Regions from separate parts of the Mus musculus genome. Here all the other regions are linked to region 1. The links are chromatin contacts, called in public HiCAR-type and promoter capture Hi-C maps. All regions are on one chromosome and are shown on one strand. Each heading gives the region's core, a stretch centred on a gene start, on an enhancer-like site or on the middle of the called end of the contact. The rest is flanking DNA. Distances are from core to core; before and after follow the strand shown.

The links. Promoter capture Hi-C pulls out the DNA fragments that hold promoters and counts their contacts. HiCAR-type assays count read pairs that join an accessible place to other places.
Region 2: a HiCAR-type map of astrocytes shows a contact between it and region 1, with 4 times the contacts expected there. The contact joins the enhancer-like site here to the promoter of Rbm33 in region 1. A contact is called at or near these places in 9 of 39 promoter capture datasets (the 3T3-L1 cell line, 3T3-L1-derived adipocytes, cranial neural crest and 5 more) and 1 of 115 datasets of contacts at active chromatin or transcription factors (astrocytes).
Region 3: a contact with region 1 is called in a promoter capture Hi-C map of the SN4741 cell line, with 6 times the contacts expected there. The contact joins the enhancer-like site here to the promoter of Rbm33 in region 1. A contact is called at or near these places in 11 of 39 promoter capture datasets (the 3T3-L1 cell line, the HPC-7 cell line, the SN4741 cell line and 7 more).

What each region holds. Positions count from the first base shown.
Region 1 is chr5:28,314,354-28,318,658 of GRCm38.p6, forward strand. It overlaps Rbm33 (RNA binding motif protein 33), which reads left to right and starts at 2,836. Exons shown (of 19, transcript NM_028234.1): 1 at 2,836-3,057. The coding sequence starts at 3,015. Gm35602 (a long non-coding RNA gene) reads right to left here and starts at 2,734. Exons shown (of 5, transcript XR_003955879.1): 1 at 2,141-2,734; 2 at 155-254.
Region 2 is chr5:29,252,110-29,256,336 of GRCm38.p6, forward strand. It overlaps Lmbr1 (limb region 1), which reads right to left. Exons shown (of 17, transcript NM_020295.3): 13 at 2,437-2,510; 14 at 2,133-2,223; 15 at 634-700. Among named protein-coding and RNA genes, the nearest start is that of Gm42244, 20 kb to the right of the region's middle. Within about 2 kb of position 1,997, at least 18 of the 459 cell types and tissues checked have an H3K27ac peak or open chromatin away from gene starts, as enhancers often do. A contact at or near this core is called in astrocytes, where this site is marked.
Region 3 is chr5:29,306,489-29,310,795 of GRCm38.p6, forward strand. The region is part of intron 5 of Lmbr1 (limb region 1); the gene reads right to left. Among named protein-coding and RNA genes, the nearest start is that of Gm42244, 35 kb to the left of the region's middle. Within about 2 kb of position 2,888, at least 13 of the 459 cell types and tissues checked have an H3K27ac peak or open chromatin away from gene starts, as enhancers often do. A contact at or near this core is called in the SN4741 cell line, where this site is marked.

The DNA of each region.
Region 1 (4,305 bases), core at 1,586-4,085:
AATCAAGCAGTTAACTGTCATATTCCACCTCTCTGATCCTGTGGCCTTCCTATTTTCACAATTGGCCCACTGATACATCTCCCTGGGAGAGCCATTTCAGTCATGGGCTGTACTTGGTGGCCATGACTCTTCTTTAGCCAGGAACTCCACCTACCTGTTTTTCCCAGACGTTCATAAATGTGATGCTTTTGAAGATTACAAACCCGCATAGAGCATTCTTCAGTAGAAGTTTCTCAACAATTAACTCAGATAGCCTTTTTAAAAAAAAAAAACAAAAAACATATGAAAGTCTATATTTGGGTCTATGATTCCAGAAGGAGAGTTCATAATGGAAGGAACGACATGACAGCATGCACCCGGGGCAGGCAGTGGAGATACTGTCTCTTCAACAAGAAAATGTGAATGTAGAAAGCGTCTCTCCCTGGAGAACTATTGATCACTGAATTCCATTTCTTTCTTGTTAGAAGATTTTACTTTCTCAATGCCATAGCTATGTTAGAGCATGAGATTTGAGTCAAGATGGATACAGAGTTGAAATCGTGATTCATTTGTTGAAAGTGCAGATCCAGAGACTTTTGATTAATTTAATCTTCACTTGCCCCACTTTTTAATTAGTAAAATGTACGGCCCTTATGGAGGCATAGAGTGTGGAGCAAATGATCATTCCATGACTTATAGACTGCCTGTGCTTCTAACTTGCTTTACTTTTTGTGCTTTCAGTCACTATTCCATTTTATTTATTTGTTTGTTTATTTATTTAAGCCAATAGAAAGTCTTTATTATAGCTGGTCAGTGACTACACTGGGTGTTAGGTAGACGTCTTTGATCTCCACAAAAGACATTGTTCTCCTACTTCATTCTGTAGGTACACAAGATTTTTATTCACTCATAATTGAAGTGTTAGTTAACTCAGGTGAAGTGTTTCAAATAGAAACTATTCTTTTGGAATATAGGATTCAAAAGCCAAGATTTGGGTGTTAGGTGTCAATGAAGGCACAGTGTGTCTCCAAGGCCACCTAGGTACTCACTGAGGGGAAGGTGCCTCCTTGGCTTAAAAGCTACTGACCTATAGAAGCCAGTGTATCTAATAGCTCTGAGAGTTCCTTTTTTTTCGAGACAGGGTTTCTCTGTATAGCCCTGGCTGTCCTGGAAATCACTTTGTAGACCAGGCTGGCCTTGAACTCAGAAATCTGCCTGCCTCTGCCTCCCGAGTGCTGGGATTAAAGGCGTGTGCCACCACGCCGGGCTGAGAGTTCATTCTTAAACCCTCACGTTTAGATAGTAACCTCAATTAGGAAAGCACAGAGGGCGAGGTTCCTGTGAGGTATTTAAGGGCTGAGCCGTGCTCTGAAACCATTTTCACCACAAGCGTTGCAGTTTGGTTTCCTGGTTGACACTGAGCCTTTAACAGGTTTCTAGAGGAAGTTAGAGAGCTGACTGAAGTGGTATGTAGTGATAAGGAAAAGGGGGTGATTAAATCTGTACTCACAGCAAGTGATCACATCTCTAAATACTAGGTGTTCCTACATACAGGTTAAATGTTTTTCTAGTGAATGTTTCAGTACAGAATGTTTAGAGTTTCCTGTCCTGGAGAATTTCAGTTTTAGGTGAAATTAAGAAAACTACTTTCTTAAGGTCATAGCTATGTTAGAACATGAGATTTGAGTCAAGGCAGACATAGAGTTGAAATCCTGACTCATTCGAAGTGGATATTCAGTGGCCTTTGAGCAATTTAATCTTCATTTGCTATAATTGAGATGCACGTCTTTTTTCATGTGTAATACGTTATAAAGTATTATGAAGTAATTTTATCATTGTACCTATTTTTGAGAGGTCTTTCTCAAGACCAGCACTGATATTATCTTGAAAATATTCTCAGTTGGGTAGTCCATCCTGAACAGTGTAAAAATTAGGAAAAGGTGACAAGGGGTTCAAGCAGTTTAGATATGAATTAATGTGCTTTCTGACAGAAATCTAGTTAGTCAGTGAGGCTCCATGCCAGGCTTACTTTTATTGGGCAATGACTTCATGACGATTTTTTAAAAAAGGAATTTTTTTTCCTTCTGTTTCTTAAATGAACATTATAAAGCAGGGATTTTAGGGATTTTTTTTTTTTTTTATGAGGAAAAATTTCAATCACCTAAAAGTTGAATTTCACAGCAGACATTCTTTTAGCTCCCTAAGACTTTCCGGGAATGTGGATGCCCGCGTCTGGAATTCTCACTGAGCGGCGACCAGCCTCCATGCCGGGCCTCTCCAAGGGCCCACCTGCGGGGCTCCTCCGCCTTCCCAGCTCGCTTTTGCCCGAAACCTCGTCCTCAAAGCCGCAGGCTTGGGGACTTGCTTTAGGATGCTCTGGAGTCCGTCTTTGAGGTCGTGGTACCTAGTGCCACCGCCACACACCTCCTCTCCTTTCCTAAGACCCTACGCGCGAGGCTTTCCGCCAGCTCGCGCGAACGCGAGTGCGCGTGCGTCGATGTAGCGTTCGCGCGCCTCAAGCTTGGGGGCGCGGTAGCCAGACTCGGCCGTTAGCGTCTCCGGCCGCGCTTCGGCTCCACTTGCCACGGCGGCTCAGCCGTCGTAAAGCGCAGCCGCGCCTACTGCTGCAAGGCGATTTATGTCGACTTTACGGCGTGTGGCCGTCCACACTCCTCCCGCCTGAAGCCTCGGCCTTCCAGCCCGGCCGAAACTGTGTCTGTGCGCTGCTCTTTCTAGCGCGCGCCGCCGGGCACTCGCTGGCGTTCAGGCACCCGGGACCTTAGGCGTCCGCCCGCCGCCGCCTGGCTCTTCCGCCCGCCTTGCTCCCGGCGTGCACCGCGGCGCGGCCATGTTGCCGTAGTGTTGTTTTCTTCCTGCGGAGGCGAGGGTCCGCTGCGGACCGCGACGCGCGGGCCTCGCCTCTGCTCGCTCGCGGGCGCCGGCCCTCGCCGCTCCCCCGCCTCCCCGGCCCGCACCAGAGCCGTCGGCCTGCCAGGAGCTCGGGGGACGGCTGAAGGCCGGGCCCGGGGACCACCATGGCGGCCGCCCTGGGCGCAGGCGGAGGAGCAGGCGCTGGAGGTACGTGGGCCGCGGCGGGGGCCGTAGACCGGGCACCCTTTATGTAGGGCCTTCGTGCTGCCCCGCCACAGACGGAGCCGCCCCGGGCTTGCCGCCGCCGTTCAGGCCGGGAGCGCGGAGCGTTAGGCCCGAGGCGGCGACGCGAGGTCGGCGGCGGCCCCGCGACGGGGTCGGGGGGCCCTGGCGACTTCCAGTCTTCTTGGAAGATGCGCCCTGGGCAGCGGCAAGCAGCCTACTCAGTGTAAAAAGAATTTTGCGGTTTATTAGGGTGCTTTAAATAAACCTATTATCATCTAAGGAAAACTTGTGTTTGGCAGTATGCTTGAAAGGGATGAAGACCGTGTACAAAGGGTTGGTTACTGAACCAGTTGTTTGAGTATTTTCATTTCGCAATCGTAAACGATATGGAAAGACTAGCCAGTTATAAGTAAAACCACGTTTTGTTGAACGAGGGTTTTTTTTTTTTTTTTTTTTTTTAAAGATGTGGAACAATAAAAAAAATGACGTTTCAGGACTTGGATAAAAGACCCTCACGGTAAAATGTGGACAACAAAAGCATTTGCCAGCTAGTTCTGGCTATAGACACTTGAACTATTCTACATATTCCAGAGGTGTTAGTGATGCTTACTTACAGATTGGGGGTTGGGGTGGGCATGTTAAACAACCCTGCTTAGGAGTTCTGACCTCAAAACAAAAAACCCAAACGGCAGAGACTACATCCAGAATGCCATTTCTGGCAGGATGTGGTATGGTATATGTCACTGCCAGCTTACATAGATGATTTTTTTTTTTTTAACATGCAGATTCGAGGCTTTCTAGTTAAATGCTTAAAATACATTTTGTCTACTCTACCTGATTAGAGAAGGTAAAAACTTAAGGTTTTATATGTGAGTCTCAGTGTTATGGGAGCCCTTGGGTCAAAGCTGTTTTTAAAAGATGAAGATGATATTTTCATTTTCCATTTTTTCTCACTAGTGTGGTTTGGTTTTCCAGAGGCTGTGTGGCATGTGAAGACTTGACATGGATGGCTTGGGGACTATGCGCTTTTATGATCTTTTAAGTTTCTCATTTAAAACTTTAATAGTAAAAACTGATAAATATCCACACAAATAAAACTTGAGGGCTGTATATTAGTTTTTAGCCAGAAAGTTTGAGGGTTGTAATTTTAGAAGGCTAGATTGCCTTTTTGGAAGTTTGGAATTTTTCTTCCATCTTAATATCTTGTCAGCATTTCCATTGCTTAGACTT
Region 2 (4,227 bases), core at 747-3,246, 940 kb after region 1:
GAATAGTGCATTATAAAGGACAAATGACTGACTTATGAGTCAACTATGTCACCGATAAAATAGAATTCTCTTTTACTTTTAAAAGACAGTAAACCCTGCCTGTACATTGATAATTTAAGGAAATATTATGATTGGCAGGCAAACAGAGATGACAGGACTAAAAACTGTCCTGTGGTGTATGCTCCCAGGGACTGCACAACACCATGCTCAGCTCTATTTTCATGAGCTCAAAACAGCTTAAAACAAGTTTACAAGTTTCTATTTTTTAAAAGCACACATTACACTATACATTTGGAAATATATTCATACATGGATCTTTTTTTAATATTTTCTAGGCACTGAAGTGTTTTTTTAAAGTCACAGTTTCCTCACTAGAAGATTCAAAAGCCCAACTTATGAATGAAGTAAGAAAAAAAAAGTCTATTGTTTGGGAAAGGAATGTTTAAGTGCTTAAAAAAAAGGTCTTTGTTTGCTTTGGTATGCCCCTATACACAATTGAACTATAGAATAATATAATATTATATTTTAAAGGTAATTAAAAAAAAGAATTTACAAAGCAAAAAAGTTAAAGAGATTTTAAAAAGTTATCTATAAAACCATGGACTTTACTGAGCATTTCTTAGTCAAACTTACCCAGTGTTCTGGACATCACAGGCAAAGCAGAGCTCAAGACTAAGATTGACACACAATTCCCAATGATCTGTGGAAAGAAAGGATGGCTTGCAAGGAGACAGCAGGAGGCAAAGAACCCCTCAAGCACTCTTGGGAGGGCAGTGCAGAGCAGATACCCGGAGCACCCGGCAACTTCTTAACAACACTATCAGAGTAGAATTTAAACATAATAAGCCTTTCCCTTTAAAATTATATTTATGAATTCCACAAAACACAGAGTATAGGTGCAAGCATATAGTCATAGACTATATAAATCATATACATTTTATATTATTTTAATGTAGTTAGTAATTTGAAAGCTTTGCCTATGAAATTAACAAGAGAATACCTTTGGACTTCTGACTAAATCTTAAAGGCTAATTGCTGTCAAGTTCTTATATAACATCTACTCTGGCCTATATAACCATTATAAGCATCAATTCTGGGATTTGAAAACACTAGAAACAAAAACATCTAAATCTAGTAATTCATTTGCAATGTATCTTCTAGTTACTGATTCTCCTCCAATAAGAGGCACTGAAAACATCGATTAGTATTTATAACCACCTCAACTGGACACTGGCTACTTAGCTGACTTTAAGAAACCTTTAGTATGCCAGGCGGTGGTGGCGCACGCCTTTAATCCCAGCACTTGGGAGGCAGAGGCAGGTGGATCTCTGAGTTCGAGGCCAGCCTGGTCTACAGAGTGAGTTCCAGGACAGCCAGAACTACACAGAGAAACCCTGTCTCGAAAAACAAAACAAAACAAAACGAAAGAAACCTTTAGTATGATACATCTGGGTGGATGGGTACATAAATTTCAATATATGTAATATATATTATCAATGGGGTTCATTGTGTGTGTGTACCCACACACTTGTGGGATGTAAATATAGACTTATATAATAAAAATGGGAAAGACCAGCAGCTTTTAGCCATTCCCCTTAGGCAGCCTGTGAAATTATTTTACAAAGATCCATTTATTATGTAATATAACAGGCTTTATTGCTATGGTGCCAGTGACAACACTGTATCAAATTAGCCTCACACCACACTGTCTCTGAACAGAGCTATTCCTTCTCACTTTAATTATTCAGAATTGAAATACTTTTTCTCTGCCACTTGTAGCAACTAAGCTCTTCAGATTTCAAACAAGCTCCTGAAGTACAGTTAACACAGCCCAAGTTACTCATTAGCAATATGTTTTCTTTAAGAAAAACAAGGGTTCTTTCTTTCAGGAGACTTCCACAACTAGTTACCAAGTGCGTGGTTCTATGCATTTACAAGTGAATGGATGCAGTCCAATTTACACAGAGCACATCCTCTCCCACTCACTCAGCATTCTGAAAACCTTCCTTTGTGTGTCCGCTACTTACAAATACCTCTCAGCCAAGATGAGCTATTCAGGGTGCTTACTGACTAAAGCACTTGTTTATCTTGGAAGCAAAAGAAAAGCCATGGCATCTAAGACTTTACCTTACCTTTGTCATAGTTGTGTCATCCTTCTTGGGTGTAAAGTTTCCAAAAAATCTGAGGCTATAGAAACCAACAACAGAAGACACCATGAGATAGCTGTGAGAATGAAGGAAAAACTCTCCAAGAGAATGCACACTTCCCAAAGTCTAAAGCCCATAGGAAAAGCAAACCAAAACAAACAGCCACCGAGGCTTGCAGAGGACTGCGTTGTTTTTCTTTCCAAACAAGTGTTTTAGTAAATTACTATTGTCCCAGAAACTAGACAGAAAACTTGTTAACAGACATAACATTCAGTTGAAGAAAGGATACAAAATCAGAATGATTTCAAGTGCAGCTCCCACAAAGCCAAAAGTGGAAAGAGAGGCACTTCCTATGCCGGGGCCCTGCAAGGAAAACACGCCTCAGAATTCAGTGATGCCATTACACATTTAACACCTTAAGATAGTATGAATCCTCCAAAGACTATTAATTTTAGCAGGTTCAAATATAACCTGGTTTGCCTCAAATGTACTTTTAAGACATTTGCCAAAATGATATCATTATGACTGCTATAAAATGGGATGATCTGCTATCTGAGAAAAATACATTGAATTTTCTGGGGAGTTTTCTTTCTTTTTTTTTTTTTTTAACTTTTTACTGATTATTTGTAAATTTTCCAGCATGCCTCACTATCCCTCTCATTTCCCCAAACCTCCCACAGAAAAGGGGGAAAAAAAATCTCACTATGGAAGCTGAGGTGTGCTATGGTATGTCACACAGTATACCCTTTTGCCCAAAGAGCTTTTCATGCAAATGTTTGTTGCAATGAGGCATTGGTCTAGTTTGAGGTCTCTGGCTTCTGCTATACTTTCAATACTGGATCCTTACTGGGACTCCTCTCAGATATCTTGCTGTTGCCCTGTGTCATGGAGATCCTGCAGCTTAGGATCTGCAATACTGGCCCCTTCGTGTGTTCCAACAGTTCATAGACAAAGTAGATATTGGGGTAGGCTAACTCAAAGCCCTGGATCGGGGCCTGGGTGGTAGCTAAGTTGGTCAGTTTACAGCTCTCCAGTACTGCCGAAGCAAGGGGCAAGGCCCACTTTCTTGAGTTCTGCAACTGGCAAGGGGACAGGGCCAGCTCACTTGCTCTCAAGCTCTCATGCCCTCCAGGCCAGCTCTCACATGCTGCAGAGCTAGGGGCAGGGCTAGCTCTCCCAAGATCATACCCCGAGGGACAGCTCACCTGTGTCCCAACTACCTAGCTAGTTCTACTATGCTGCCCAGGTAAGGTACTGCTCACTGGGGAGGTTTTTGGTTGTTTTTTTTTTTTAATAGAATAATATATAATTAATGCAGAAGCACATATAAAAATTATACTATAAACCTTGCCAATTTAAGCTATGTTTACAAATAAAGCAATATATCCAATTTCCTTTTCCCAAATTTTCCTTGATAATTCAGTTACAAAAATGTGACTAATAGCACTTATTTTTTAAAAAAAAAAGTAATTTTAACAAAACAGAAAGTAATACATACATTTTAATAAATATTATCTAATCTCGAGACCTACCTTTACTTAGGCAAAATAGAACAAATAACGTTCAGATACTGATAACTGACAGCAAACATCAGTCCACTAAAGTAGGAACAACATTTTCAAAGCTTACTGCTAGAGATGAAAGGATAATCTCTAAATACACATCACCATTCCCCTAGTTGTCTTAAATTACAACAGCAGAGATAAAGCAAAACATCGTCAGCAAACAAAATAGAAGAGAATAGCTAATATCACACACATTATATGCACACTCTGATCTGGACATAAAGGAGAAAGACTAACCCATGGCAGTAGTTCCAGACGTGAGCAGAGTGAGCACATGAGACTTACCCAGGGGTAAGTGCTCAGGTTCCAATTCAACTTAATTTAATCCCAAATTAGCACCCTTTTTAAGGGGCTGAGACTCCCTCTCTCTATAGGCAGGATCCAGAAGCAGTGGAGCATAGAGTTCAAGAGCAGTGCACCAACCACACCATCATGACCCAGCATGCCCACCACTCTTCCCAACAAATGGAAGCTAAGCTTCCATAAATTTTATATTAAATAATTTCATCCACTTT
Region 3 (4,307 bases), core at 1,638-4,137, 990 kb after region 1:
TGGATGCTCACAGTCAGCTAATGGATGGATCACAGGGCTCCCAATGGAGGAGCTAGAGAAAGAACCCAAGGAGCTAAAGGGATCTGCAACCCTATAGGTGGAACAACATTATGAACTAACCAGTACCCCGGAGCTCTTGACTCTAGCTGCATATGTAACAAAAGATGGCCTAATCAGCCATCACTGGAAAGAGAGGCCCATTGGACACGTAAACTTTGTATGCCCCAGTACAGGGGAGTGCCAGGGCCAAGAAGTGGGAGTGGGTGGGTAGGGGAGTGGGGGTGGGTGGGTATGGGGGACTTTTGGTATAGCATTGGAAATGTAAATGAGCTAAATACCTAATAAAAAATGGAAGAAAAAAAAAAAGAATGAACATTAGTAACCAACACACAATGGAATTTATATCAGGCTATTTTGAGACTTCCTTTGTCAGAGAAATTAAGCTAAATCCCTCCACCTCAGGCAAACTCTTCGGACAATGCAAAATATAGCCATGTTCTTCACCAAAATATTACAAAAACAGACTCTAGGCTTAAATTAAATTTAAATGAAAAGGAGCAAGCTGAGAAAGGAAGAATATGATATGCATAGTTGAAGTGATAAAGGGATACCAGGAAGTGTAACGGAACTGAATCCTGTGTTCAAGGAGATCACACACTAATGCTGTTCTCCATTGAAACCTCTTGTGCCAGGTCTGCACAGTTCAAATCACCCTCAGTACCAATGTCTTCCAGATTCCTACTAGGACAGTCCATTAAGCCCCACTTACAGCATTCCACTTCTTACCAAATCCAAAGTCCCAAAATCCACCTTCCTCCAAACAAAAACATGGTCAGGCCTATCACAGCAATATCCCACTCCCTCTACCAACTTCTGTCTTAGAGTTTCATTGCTGTGAAGAAACACCATGACCAAGGCAACTTTTGTAAAGGACAATATTTAATAGGGGCTGGCTTACAAGTTCAGCATTTCAGTCCACTATCATCATAGCTCATCAAAGCAGGAACATGACAGCATCTAGGCAGGCATGGCACTGAAAAAGCTAAGAGTTCTACATTTTTGTTCCATAGACAAACAGGAGAAAACTGGCTTCCAGACAACTAGCAAAGGAGTCTCAAAGTCCATGCCCACAATGATAAATGTCCTCCAACAAGGCCACACCTCCTAATAGTGCCACTCCCTGAGCCAAGCATATTCAAACCACCACAACTTGCTTTCTTATACAACCCAGGACCACCAGCCCAGAGATGCTACTACCCACAATAGGCTGGGCCCTCCCCTAACAATCAGTAATTAAGATATTCCCCTATAGCATGATTTTATGAAGGCATTTTCTCAATTGTAGTTCTCTCCTTTCAGATTACTCTAACACAGTGTTTCTCAAACTTCCTAATGCTATGACTCTTTAATACACTTCCTAGTTTTATGGTGACCCCAACCATAAAATTATTTGTTACTACTTCATAACTATAATTTTGCCAGTGTTCTGAATCATAATGAATTACCCAAGGAGCTAATGGGAACTGCAACCCTATAGGTGGAACAACAATATGAACTAACCAGTACCCCGGAGCTCTTGTCTCGAGCTGCATATGTATCAAAAGATAGCCTAGTCGGCCATCACTGCAAAGAGAGGCCCATTGGACTTGCAAACTTTATATGCCCCAGTACAGGGGAACGCCAGAGCCAAAAAGGGGGAGTGGGTGGGCAGGGGATTGGGGGGGGGTGGGTATGGGGGACCTTTGGGATAGCATTGAAAATGTAAACGAGGAAAATACCTAATTAAAAAAAAATTAGCAAATACCAACTGGTCAGCCTTGAAAACATACTGAAAAGTAACAGTATATAGACTATGCAGGTTATATTTATGCATTTAGCAGTGTGTGTTTGTGTGTGTGTGTGTGTGCGCACGCGTATGTATGTATGTATGTATGTATGCAACAACACTTAATATAAAGGAGGCTATGAAGTTGAAACAGGGCAAGGAGGGGTATATGGGAGGGTTTGGAAGAAGAATCAGGAAGGGAGAAATAATGTAACTATATCATAATCTCAAAAAATAAATTATTTTTTAAAAATGTTAAAAAAAAAAGAAAATATCTGTGTTTTCCAAAGGTTTTAGGCAACCCCTGTGAAAGGGTCATCTAATCCTCAGGCCATGACCCACAAGTTGAGAACCACTGCTCTACCATGCGTGAAGGTGATATAAAGCTTGCTAGGTGGATTTTCTCAAATGCTTGTTTTATTTATCTATGTATTTATAAACACTTATCCTGTTGGCTTTCAGTTTTCTTGGTGTATATTCATTGTATGTAGCTATGGACTTCACCAAGACATTTTCATTACCTTTCTTCTGCAGCCCTTCCCACTAATCTTCCCGTTCCCATATAAGGCAGTTTTCCTTTTCAGTTAAACCTTTCTGCAAACATCCTCAAAAGATACACCTAAAGGTGCATTTCCACAGTCCTGGAGAATCATCAAATCTACAATGAAAATGAAGTGTCTCAGCAACCTAGAGCCTTTGGGTTCCAGGAGAATTGTTGTTAGATCATATAATAGTTTGATAGATCATTTTGAGGAAAATGTATACTAATGTTCAGAGTGGCTAGCCTAACTAAATTCTCATCAGTATTATATAAGCGTTCCCCTTTCCTCTCATTCTCAACAGTACTTGTTTTGTTTTGGTTTTTTCTCTTAATCATATTTGTTCTGGCTGGAGTAAGGGAAAAAACTCAATATTAAGTTCTGATTAGCGGTTTACTCTCTTTACTATCTCTTAGCTCTGGTGTTGGTGGATCTAATGGGATCAGGGCTTGCTTCTCTGTACAGACTATCTTGCCCTAACCCTGAGCATCTGAAACCTCAAAGCCACCCTAATGACACACTTCCTCCAACAAGGACACATCGACCCAACAAGGCCACCCTTCCTAATCTTTCTTAAGTATTGCCACTCCCTGATGACTAAGCATTCAACTATATGAGCCTAAGGAGGTCATTCTTGTTCAAACTTCCACAGTGGGGAAGACAAATGATATATTCTCACACTACTAACCAACGTACAGTAACACAAATACAATGAATGACATGAAACATAATTTAACTGACTTTCTATAAAGCATTTAAATTAAAATGTTCTCAGATGTACCAGAGGCCTGTAATCCTAGCACCTAAAATGCTGAAGCAGAATTGTGTGTTTGAGAATATTGCCTAAAAAATAAAATATTAACGGAAACAAGACATTTGTCAATATGTACAAGAGAACTATCTAAAACCATTTGCTTTGTGAGTGTGTCCAAGGAAGCCAAACAGCACAAGGGAAGTGAACCTGAAGGCTCTGAAGCCCAGGTGCACTCAGGAAGAACTTGCTCTATAGTGTGTCATTTTGGAGTCTCAGCAGTTATGAGTAGATTAAAAACCCTTTCCTTAAAGAGAGTAGTAAGGTCATGAGATGCCAAAGCAGTAAAAAAGGGAAAGAGATGGAAAAAACCCTATACCCATCTTTGGAGGAGAAATCTGAGCAGATTCAAATAGAGGACATGAATCTTTTCTGAGTCAGAAACAAGGACAGAACACAAAAGTTAGCATGGAATTATGGCTGTCATGTCCCAGATAAAGACCAATAGTACTCCAAGCAAGAGATAAAAAGGAACCAGAGGTGCAGCTTTGGGATGATAACACACACACACACACACACACACACACACACACACACACACACACACTAAAGGGGAGAAAATACACAGCATAGAACCAATTACTCTACCCTTTTTCAGCCCTGAATGCAGCATCTGTATGAGCAGTCAGTAGTCTGAACTGCATCTATCTCATTATGCCTGGAAAAAATATAACAGCCCGGAGAGACAAAAAGTAGATGGGAATGAGTTTGTGGAAAAATGCCAGGAAATCATAGACTAAAAGAAAAAAAAAAAAAGAAAAGAAAAGAAAAAAGAGTTAGTGATGATTCCTAATGTTCTAAGCTTATGAGCCAAGAGCCTCAAAATATGTCTTAATATGAATAAGAATTTAACATTAAGAAATAAAAGTCAGGAGTGACGTATAAATGTTTATAGGAAAACTGGACAGTAATATAAATAAAAACTATAATTTGCTCTTTAAATCACTCTACAAAATTAGCTAAAATAGATATAAATATTAGATCCTTACAGAACTCATGGAAAAAGTAAATAACTGAAATAGAATACACACCTGCTTTGAAAGGAAAACAGCATTTTTAGAGCTAAGTCAACTATCAAATTACCAAGAAAGAAGCTAACAATACAGATACAGAAAAGTCAGAAAGAACGCTC